3 separate regions of the Mus musculus genome follow, and all the other regions are linked to region 2. The links are chromatin contacts, called in public Hi-C and promoter capture Hi-C maps. All regions are on one chromosome and are shown on one strand. The core of a region is the stretch at or near the end of the contact, and the rest is flanking DNA. Distances in the headings are between cores, read along the strand shown. Region 1 holds the start of Ccdc158 (coiled-coil domain containing 158). Region 2 holds the start of Fam47e (family with sequence similarity 47, member E). Region 3 overlaps Ccdc158 (coiled-coil domain containing 158).

The links. Promoter capture Hi-C pulls out the DNA fragments that hold promoters and counts their contacts. A called contact is a pair of places that touch in the nucleus more often than the background predicts.
Region 1: a promoter capture Hi-C map of liver shows a contact between it and region 2. The contact joins the promoter of Ccdc158 here to the promoter of Fam47e in region 2. A contact is called at or near these places in 4 of 39 promoter capture datasets (the 3T3-L1 cell line, embryonic stem cells, liver and 1 more), 5 of 484 Hi-C or Micro-C datasets (the G1E-ER4 cell line, Kupffer cells, embryonic stem cells and 2 more), 2 of 115 datasets of contacts at active chromatin or transcription factors (both in embryonic stem cells) and 4 of 9 other capture datasets (adipose tissue, liver, macrophages and 1 more).
Region 3: a Hi-C map of liver shows a contact between it and region 2, with 4 times the contacts expected there. The contact joins the enhancer-like site here to the promoter of Fam47e in region 2. A contact is called at or near these places in 8 of 484 Hi-C or Micro-C datasets (Kupffer cells, adipose-derived mesenchymal stem cells, cerebral cortex and 3 more), 2 of 115 datasets of contacts at active chromatin or transcription factors (embryonic stem cells and liver) and 3 of 9 other capture datasets (adipose tissue, liver and pancreatic islet).

What each region holds. Positions count from the first base shown.
Region 1 is chr5:92,673,764-92,676,754 of GRCm38.p6, reverse strand. Ccdc158 (coiled-coil domain containing 158) reads left to right here and starts at 1,628. Exons shown (of 25, transcript NM_001360018.1): 1 at 1,628-1,697.
Region 2 is chr5:92,570,129-92,573,029 of GRCm38.p6, reverse strand. It overlaps Fam47e (family with sequence similarity 47, member E), which reads right to left and starts at 1,493. Exons shown (of 7, transcript NM_001033478.2): 1 at 1,320-1,493. The coding sequence starts at 1,441.
Region 3 is chr5:92,652,650-92,655,523 of GRCm38.p6, reverse strand. All of the region lies in intron 9 of Ccdc158 (coiled-coil domain containing 158), which reads left to right. Among named protein-coding and RNA genes, the nearest start is that of Ccdc158, 21 kb to the left of the region's middle. Within about 2 kb of position 1,568, at least 1 of the 459 cell types and tissues checked has an H3K27ac peak or open chromatin away from gene starts, as enhancers often do. A contact at or near this core is called in liver, where this site is marked.

The DNA.
Region 1 (2,991 bases), core at 379-2,878, 100 kb before region 2:
CAATCCTAGGCTGGTACAGGAGGTGTGGGGAGCCCCTGGTCTTCAGTCCACATGGGAAGGCTAAAGAAACTGGGTTCTGATGGTAACAAAGGATGGTAGGGACAACCACAAACTCACCTTTGGAAGGTTTCCCTTCCACCCCTCCTAACTGGGCTAGGACCCACATTTAGGCTGAGGCTTCCTAAGTCACATAGCCCGATCAAGAGAAGAAAAAACTTTATTCAGGGTACAAACACACACAAAATGAGACAGCAATAAGAGTCACGTGTTAGGTAATTAAAATGTTTTATGCCAAAAGAACACACTTATGTTTTGATAGAAATGAAAAGGTTTAAAGGAAACTAATTGGAACTTGTTTTCAGTCTAGTCACAGAGGCTAGCCATTTATCGTCCTGCTTAGTGATTATAATTTCCTGTTTATGTACTTGACGCTATAGTCCTAGTTGTTTCCAAGGCAGTAAGCGGTATGACAAAAGTCTTCAATGGTACTTCATAAAAGGTTACAATTTGTAACTGCATTACATAAAAGTGTTTGATATTTATAGTCAATTTATACACTGTATATGTGTTGTACTACTTAACCTTGATAGTTAACAGAATCCAACATCACAAAGCAAAAGTTGATCTATACACTTCTGTAAGAGCATAGTCTAAGAGGCAGAAGGATTCCAAGTTTGTGGCCACCCTAGGCTACGTAGGGAGTCTCTGTCTTCAAAACAATAACAAACGCTACAGGTTGTATCTCTCATCTTCCGCCTCTTTGGAACTCTTTCTTTGGGATGCTAATTTGAACAGCACGCTGGAGTCTGAGTGTATAGTCGTTATAACGACAGAGTAACCGAAGCACAGAAGAGGAAACAGCTCTCCGAAGGCAGAAAGGTCAGTTATCCGAAGAACTCTGAACCTGAAAAAACAGTCCGGACGGAAGTGCAACTTAAAAGCACAGGCTAAGCACAGGCGAGCTGCAAAATGCAAGTTATTCTGTTAGCTTGAACAGGCAGGGGTGGGGTGGGTTAGGGGGAGTAGACTGCACATGTGAATAAGGATGTCAGCCTGCCCCTCTCTCTGAGCGCTGGTAACAGAGAGGATCTGTGCCATTTGGTAGCTGGGAGGATCTTTGTGGGGTCTTTGTGAGGACGACAGGAGAGTGAGGCTAGATAAGGAGCCGGGTTGCAGGGCAGTAGTAAGCGAAGAAATGTGGCTTGTTGGGCCTCCCTGGTTGCCTTGGCGACGGGGTAGGGGAGCGGGGAGCACGTAGCAGTCCGGGGGCGTGGTCTTACAGGCTGCCTGCCCCGCCCCCTCACGGGCAGCGCTCTCTCAGGCCCCGCCCCTCTTCTTCTGCCTCAGCCTCCCCTCTCCCCTCTCCCCTCTCCGGTCCAGCCCTCCTCCTCACGCCCCGCCTTTTCTCGTACCTCAGCCTTCCGGCTTCTCTCACGCCCCGCCCTCCTTACGCCCCGCCCTTCCCTCACACCCCGCCCCCTTTCTCCCTAAGTTCCTCGCCGCCAACCGTCAGACCGGGCTTGCGCTCCGCAGAAGCAGGGAGCTCGAGGCCTCGAGGTGGCCGGTCGGGTGCCGTGGTAAGGTAGCTGCGCGGGGTCGCGGTCTCGGGTGCAGTGAGAGCCGACAGGGTCTCGCAGGTGCGGCCGCGGCCCCCGCGGACATGCGGCCGGTCTCTTAGGGCTAGGTGTTGTTAGCAGGTATGCGGACGGAGTGCGCCTCGGGGTACAGGGAAGGGTCGTTCTCCTTGAGGACCTGGATCGACTCCTGTTCCTTCTGGAACTTTCCATGGCCTTATGGTCACACGTGGAAGCAGCCCAATCACTTTGTACAGCTGTTTTCCACTTTGTACACTGTCCCTGTTCTCCAGGGGCAGTGGCGGGAAACCTGGGTCTTCGTGACTGCAGAGTCACTTGCAGAATTCTTTGAGTCCAACAGGACTGCTCCCTGCTCACTTTTGTTCCGGCCTGGCTCCTGGGAATCTCTGGAAGAGATGGGAAACTGTGGGGACAGACAGTGGAGTCTCGGGCTGTCACCAGTATTTCGTCCCACATGAGACTGTGTGACTGTAGCCTCTTGATAATCCACTTCAGGTCCTAGACTTTCCACCTCAGCAACAGCCTCCTTTCCCACAACACTTGCAGAAGTCCCCAATTGAGCGGTCCTAGGCATTGCTCCTGTTAAATGTCAGGTTGGCTTTAAGGTCACGGGAATGCAGAAAACAAGTAAGTGGTGTGGGCTGTTCCTCGGTGTGTTTTGGCTGATAACTACATAAGAAAAAAAGGTCCAGAGTGTTGAATCTTCCCAGAGGGTGAGTTAGACAGGGCTGCTAATGTGTGTATACCTATGGTCTATGGGAGTGGGAAAGTTGAGGCAGAGATCTGAAATGCCAACCTCTGTGCCACGTTTTTCATTTTTTTAAAGATGTATTTTTATTTTATGTTAATTTAGTATTTTGCCTGCCTGTGTGTAAGGGCACCATGTGGGTGCCTGATGCCTGTGGTGGCTAGAAGGGGTTGTGGGATTCCCTGGAACTGGACTTACAGAAGGTTTTGAGCAGCCATGCAGGTGCTGGGACCTGGACACTGGCAGCAAGTGCTCTAAGGCCTAGCCATCATTCCAGTCCCATATTTTAAATTTTAATACAGTTATCTATTCATTTTAGTTGAGTGTGAACTACATTTAGAGGCTGTTTACCCTCTAAATGTAGTTGTTAAAGATTTATTTGATGTATCTACAAGGCCTTTGCTTGCTGTTTTAGTTTCGGGGGTGACTCTGTTCTTCTGTATTAGAGTGATCCACTTTAAAACTCTAGAATCTAAAGCTGGTGTGGTGGTGCACACCTTGAATTCTAGCACTCAGGAGGCAGAGGCAGGCAGATCTCTGTGAGGTCTCCATAGAGAGCTCCAGGCCAGCCAGGGCTATGTAGAGAGACCCTGACTTAAAATACAAAAACAAACAAACCTATAGCATCCATTTAAAAGGGCCTTTTTC
Region 2 (2,901 bases), core at 244-2,743:
AAATACCACTGTTATGTAGGTTTAATGTGAAAGTTTCTGTGATCAGTAGCTCCCCTTCCAATAAAGAGGCTTCACTTTGAGCTGGGTGTAGTGGTGCACGCCTTTAATCCCAGCACTTGGGAGGCAGAGGCAGGAAGATTTCTGGGTTCGAGGACAGCCTGGTCTACAAAGTGACTTCTAGGACAGCCAGGGCTACACAGAGAAACCATGTCTTGAAAAAACAAACAAACAAACAAAAAAACCAAACCCACAACCCCCCCCCAAAAAAAAGAGGCTCCACTTTTAGCATGGCCCCAAGGGTCTTCATGGTGGATCCCCCTTCAGGTCCTTTCAAAACTAGGCCCCCAGTCCTTTGCTTTCTGAGCTTTAAACACAGTGGCCCCTCTCCATTCATCCTGCCTCCAATACACAGGAAGTTGTTACATAAGCTCCATTTGACTACAGTGTCTTTCTGGCTGCCACATATAAATGTTCTTTGTAAAAGTTAAGCTCTTACATAGCTCAAACTGGCTTTGAACCTCCTATGTGGTAGCACAGAAATTCTCAACTCTCCCTATGCTGTGACCCTTTAACACAGTCCCTCATGCTGTGGTGACTCCCAACCATAAAATTATTTTTGTTGTTACTTCATAACTATAATTTTGCTACTGTTATGAATCATAATGTAAATATCCAATATGCAGGATATCTGATACGTGACCCCCACGGGGGTTGAGACCACAGGTTAAGAACTACTGCCCTAGCGGGATACAGTGTCTCTTATGGAGGCGTAGAGATGCCAGACTCTTTAGGAACAGTAGTACCAGGCTGAGGAGCTGGGGATGGTGATGGTTTCAGCCCATCTTCATTCCTTGGGATGGGAGTTCTGGCTGAGGACATTATTACTAATACTGCCATTATCCAGCACATTTACATTAAAAGAAATAGAGGCGTGAAAGTGTCATTCAACTCACAAAGGAGTCGTGACCTACAGGTTGAAAACTGCTGATAACGCTAAGCTTTGGATCCTCCCACCTGTACCTCATAAGCATTTAGACTGCAAGCATGTTCCACCAATCCTGCTTATCTGGTCCCAGAGATTAAGCCCAACACGTTTTATGCACTAGGCAAGCGCTATTAACAACTGAGCTATAGCCTCAGCCTACGCCTTTCTTCTTGAGGGAGGTATTCTACCAGGATGGCCCCTGAACCTACCCTTTTTTCAGATATCCAAATATGAACTCGTCTTCCATTCATTTAAGAGATAGCTTTCAAGCACCAAACATGTGCTGGAGATTAAGCTTTGCCGATCCAACTGTGTAGATAACCGGAATCCCTACCTTTGCGTGGCTTCGGCTATGCAGGATGGAGAGAGACATCGAGGCAGACAATCACATGCCAGGTGCTCACGGATGATGCAAAGAAAATGTAAGGTGGGAAGCGGCTGGATGCAGGACAGCATCCAATTTCTACAGAGAGAGTCTCTCTGCTGAAGTGACACTGAGCCCAGGCCCAGAAGAGAAGAGCATCGAACAGCTTAAATATCAAACTAGACTGCAAGGTCAAAGGCCTTGGGGCAGAGTGCACAGCATGAGCAGATCGGTGTGGACTTTAGTCTGCATCAGGGAGCACCTGCAGGAGGGTGAGCACAGGAATGACAGGCAGGTGTGTGAGAGAATCAGTTTGTGCTCTGAGTGACACGCAGGCTTTAGAGAGGAGAATGCTGGACTACTGAATTAGCTCAGCAGCTAAAAAACATCTTTGGCCAAGCTTTAATCCCCAGGACCCCAGTGGGAGAAGGAGAGAACCAACTTCTACAACTTGTCCTTTGACCTCCAAGTGTACACTATGGCACACACATAACCTATACACACTAAAAATAAATTAAAATGTAATTATTTTTAAGTTTAAGAAGAGGAGAATGGGCTGGGGGAAATGGCTCCATGGGTAAAACACTTACTGCACCAGTGTCAGGTCCCAAGTTCAAATCCCCAGAACCCATGCAAGGCCAGGCTGGCAGTACAAGCCTGTAATACTACTGCTCTTACATGGAGGAAAGAGGCAGAGACAGAAGACTCCCTGGAAACTCACAAGCCAGCTGCAAACAACCAACAGATCCTGCCAGAAACAGGGTAGAAGGTGAGGACCCACACCTGGGTTGTCCTCTGATGGATATATGTGTGCCTTGGTATGCATAGCCATCCCAATCTCTCTCTCTCTCTCCCTCTCCCTCTCCCTCTCTCCCTCCCTCTTTTTCCCTCTTGCTCTTCCTCTCCCCTACTGTATGGGGGTGTGTGTGTGTGATTCCCCCAAGCCCATTCTCTTCTTCTTAAACTTATAAGAGAGAGAGAGAGAGAATGGGAATATGGAGGGGTAGGCCATGAAACCAGTTGTCTGCTATGAAGAAACACCATGACCAAGACAACTCTTACAAAAGTAAGCTTCAATGGAGGCTTGCTTACAGTCTCAGGGAGCTTGTCCCTTATCCTTACGGTAGGGAGGAGGCTGGCATGGCGGCACTGGAGCTTTAGAGACTGCACGGTTTCTCCAGCTTTACGCCCTGATCCACTGGCAGCAGGCAAAGAGAGAGCTAAGACTGCCCTGGTGTGGACTTTTTAAAAGACAAAGCCCATTCCCAATAACACACCTCCTCCAACACCTCCTAGTCCTTCCCAAGCCCTAGTAACTAAACATTCAAATCTGCGAGCCTATGGGGCCCATTCTCATTCAAAGCACCACACCATAGTTAATAAGCTATTGTGATGATCCAAACAAGACACAGTGGCTTCCTGAAACAGCCCTGTGGTACAGAGTACTTTAGATTTCACAAAGTCGTTGCCATTTGTTGGCAGATTGCTGTTGTTCTAGAACCAGCTGATTACTATTTGCTTGCTAAGGTAATGAACACATCTGAAAAGTGTG
Region 3 (2,874 bases), core at 319-2,818, 82 kb before region 2:
AATACTTTTTTGTTTGTTTGTTTGTTTGGTTGGTTTGTTTTGTTTTTTCGAGTCAGAGTTTCTCTGTGTAGCCCTGGCTGTCCTGAAACTCACTTTGTAGACCAGGATGGCCTTAAACTCAGAAATCCACCTGCCTCTGCCTCCCGAGTGCTGGGATTAAAGGCGTGCGCCACCACGCCCAGCTCTCACCAAGACTTTTGATAATCTTCTTTTAAGTATTTATTTATTTAATGTATATGAATGCTTTATCTGCATGTACACCTGCATGCCAGAAGAGGACATCAGATCACATTATAGATGGTTTTGAGCTACCAGTTGGTTGCTGGCAATTGAACTCTGGAAGAACAGTCAGTGCTCTTAACCACTGGGTCATGTCTCCAGCCCTGACTTCTGACAGTCTTAAGTAGTAAACACTTACTAAGGAGGATAGCCAGCACATGGGATGCTGATTTAGGAAGCTCGCACATTCAAGGCCTGCCTGAGCTACATCTTAAGGCCCCATCTCAAAAAAGGGGCTTCTAGGTTTAATCAGATCCTTGAAGTGTTGATAAAATACATCATTAACTGAAGGGATTCGAACCTGCTGACGGATAACTAGGCTCTCCTGGAGAAGCAACTCCTGCTGCCTGCTTGGTGTAACTGAGCAACAAAGATCAGGCATGTTACAATGAGGATTTGATTTGGAGGAACACAAAATATCATACTATGAAGTGGTTTTGTTAGGAAGACTTGGAAGCAGGATTTAAAAAGCATATTCTTGTGCACAGTTTGTTTAATTTTCGTATATTGTGACTTCATGTTGTTAAAATCTTAAGATACATGGTCTCCTTTGGTGTTTCAGTACAGATTTTAGTATATAATGTTCAAACACCAAGAGAAAAAAAGCAAAGAAAATAATGCAGAAAGGTTAAGGATAGAGCTCAGTTGGGGGAGTGCCTGCTTAGCATTCTTAGTTCTGAGTGGACCCCCAGAACATAGCTAACATGGTGTGCTAGAGCACACCTAACACGGTAGCACATGCTTGACATGCCAGTGACTGGGCAGTAGGAGCAGGGTCATGAGAGGTTCACGGTTGTCCTTGGCTACATGAGGAGTTTAAGACCGCCTGAGGTACCTGAGACTGCCTTAAAAACAAGATGTTTTTGATAAGCCTGAACAAAACTTTTCTACCTAGAATGTGGAAATTCAGAGAAAAGCTGTTACAAAGAATAATTTTTTTCAGGTTAACAAGTATTTCATATTGGTGAAAACAGACATTCTATATCTAGGAAAATTTTAGATGTAGCCTTTTTAAAAGCTGACAAAAGTGTTTTACTATAATGCTGTCTTCTATTCTTTTCTTTCCGTTTAGGAGCCTCCAGAATTCCCCTTTACGAATCTGGACCAGTAGAAGCTGTCACTATTGACTCTGTAGATTTGGCTTTACTTTTAACTTTCGCTTTTTGACAACAACAACAACAAAAGCATAGCACTATCTTTCTAAGTTCATCCTGTGTTGACAGTAGTTGGTGCTGGATTGCCTAGTCCATAGTGAAGATGGAGCAGCACTGTCTGGAGCTGTCCACTGTGCTAGCAGAGCGTATAACGGCTTCAGAGTTCTGTGCAGCTTCAAGCTGAAGCACAGAATCAGAGCGAAAGAAAGCACACTCATAAAAACAAAAAATAAAGCATAGCTGTAATATGATTTGATGTGATTGGCCGATACTCCTAAAATCAGTGAAATTTGAATAGAAATCTTGTACTAATTTGTACTGATCCAACCCAAAAAGTCTGTTCATGGATGGTGAAAAGGGAAAACCAGGCAAGAAAGGAGGAGGAAGCTTGTCTGTCTGTCTGTCTCTCCCGTGTCCGTGCTTCTGCACATTCTGAAGGCTTTTCTTGGCAGTTTTGTCTTACAGCTGTTTGTATCAGCTCGGCTGCGACTCCACTGGTTTTCCCTTTCACTGTCCATCCGTGTGTGCGAGCGATGGATTAATGCACACACCGTGCATACAGGCGTGTGTGCTCTAAAAAGTGAAAGGTAAAAGCAGAGCTTAGCAGCCGAGTCAGTACTGACAGCTACAGAGCCAGGTCCCTGCCTGCCAGCCGGGGGGTGGGGAGGGGGGTGCTTTGCCGGAGGACGGGAGGGGAGGACAGGCGACGGGCAGGTGGGTGCCAGAAAGTGTGCCCTCCCCTTCCCCTCCCCCTCTCCCTCCTATCTCTCTAGTTTTGGCCTCCTGTTATTGTCAAGTTTGATATTGTGAAAGAGCCACCCCAATTTTGATTTTTCTTTTTGCAGTAAAGACAGAGCTATTTTGAAAGAACATATACAAATAACCCTTTGCTCAAGGAGCGAAGGTTTGCACCCAGCTAGGAGAGTGGTGATTCAGACTAAAGACTTTTGTTCAACTTAGGGCCCAACGTAGAGGACGTATAGAATCCAGTCTAATCTTTTTTTGATACTTTTCTTATAAGTCATGAAAAACTTAAATAATAAGAAAAAATATTTTTAAAAAGTAAAGGTACACAATTGGAGGGAACATGAGAGACCATGTAGAACATCTTTAAAAATTGTACCTCAGCAAAGTGGAGGCATGGTGGTATGTGACCAGAGCCCAGCACAGTCTCCCTGAGCCTGCCAGCCCACAGAATTGCTGTGACGCAGTAAGATGTTGCGGCTCCTACTCCCTCCTGAGTGTGCTCACTCAGGCTTTCTTCTCAGACTGAATTGACAAGGCCACCTCGGCTGATGATTCATTTGCTCAGAAGCCACGTAGGTTAGAGGTTACACTCCCATCTTTCTCTGTATCTGCCCTCAGATGGGGCATACGAATCAAAGTTTTCTCACTGGTGTGGGTATTGGTTGTTTTGTTTGTTTTGTTTGTTTGTTTGTTT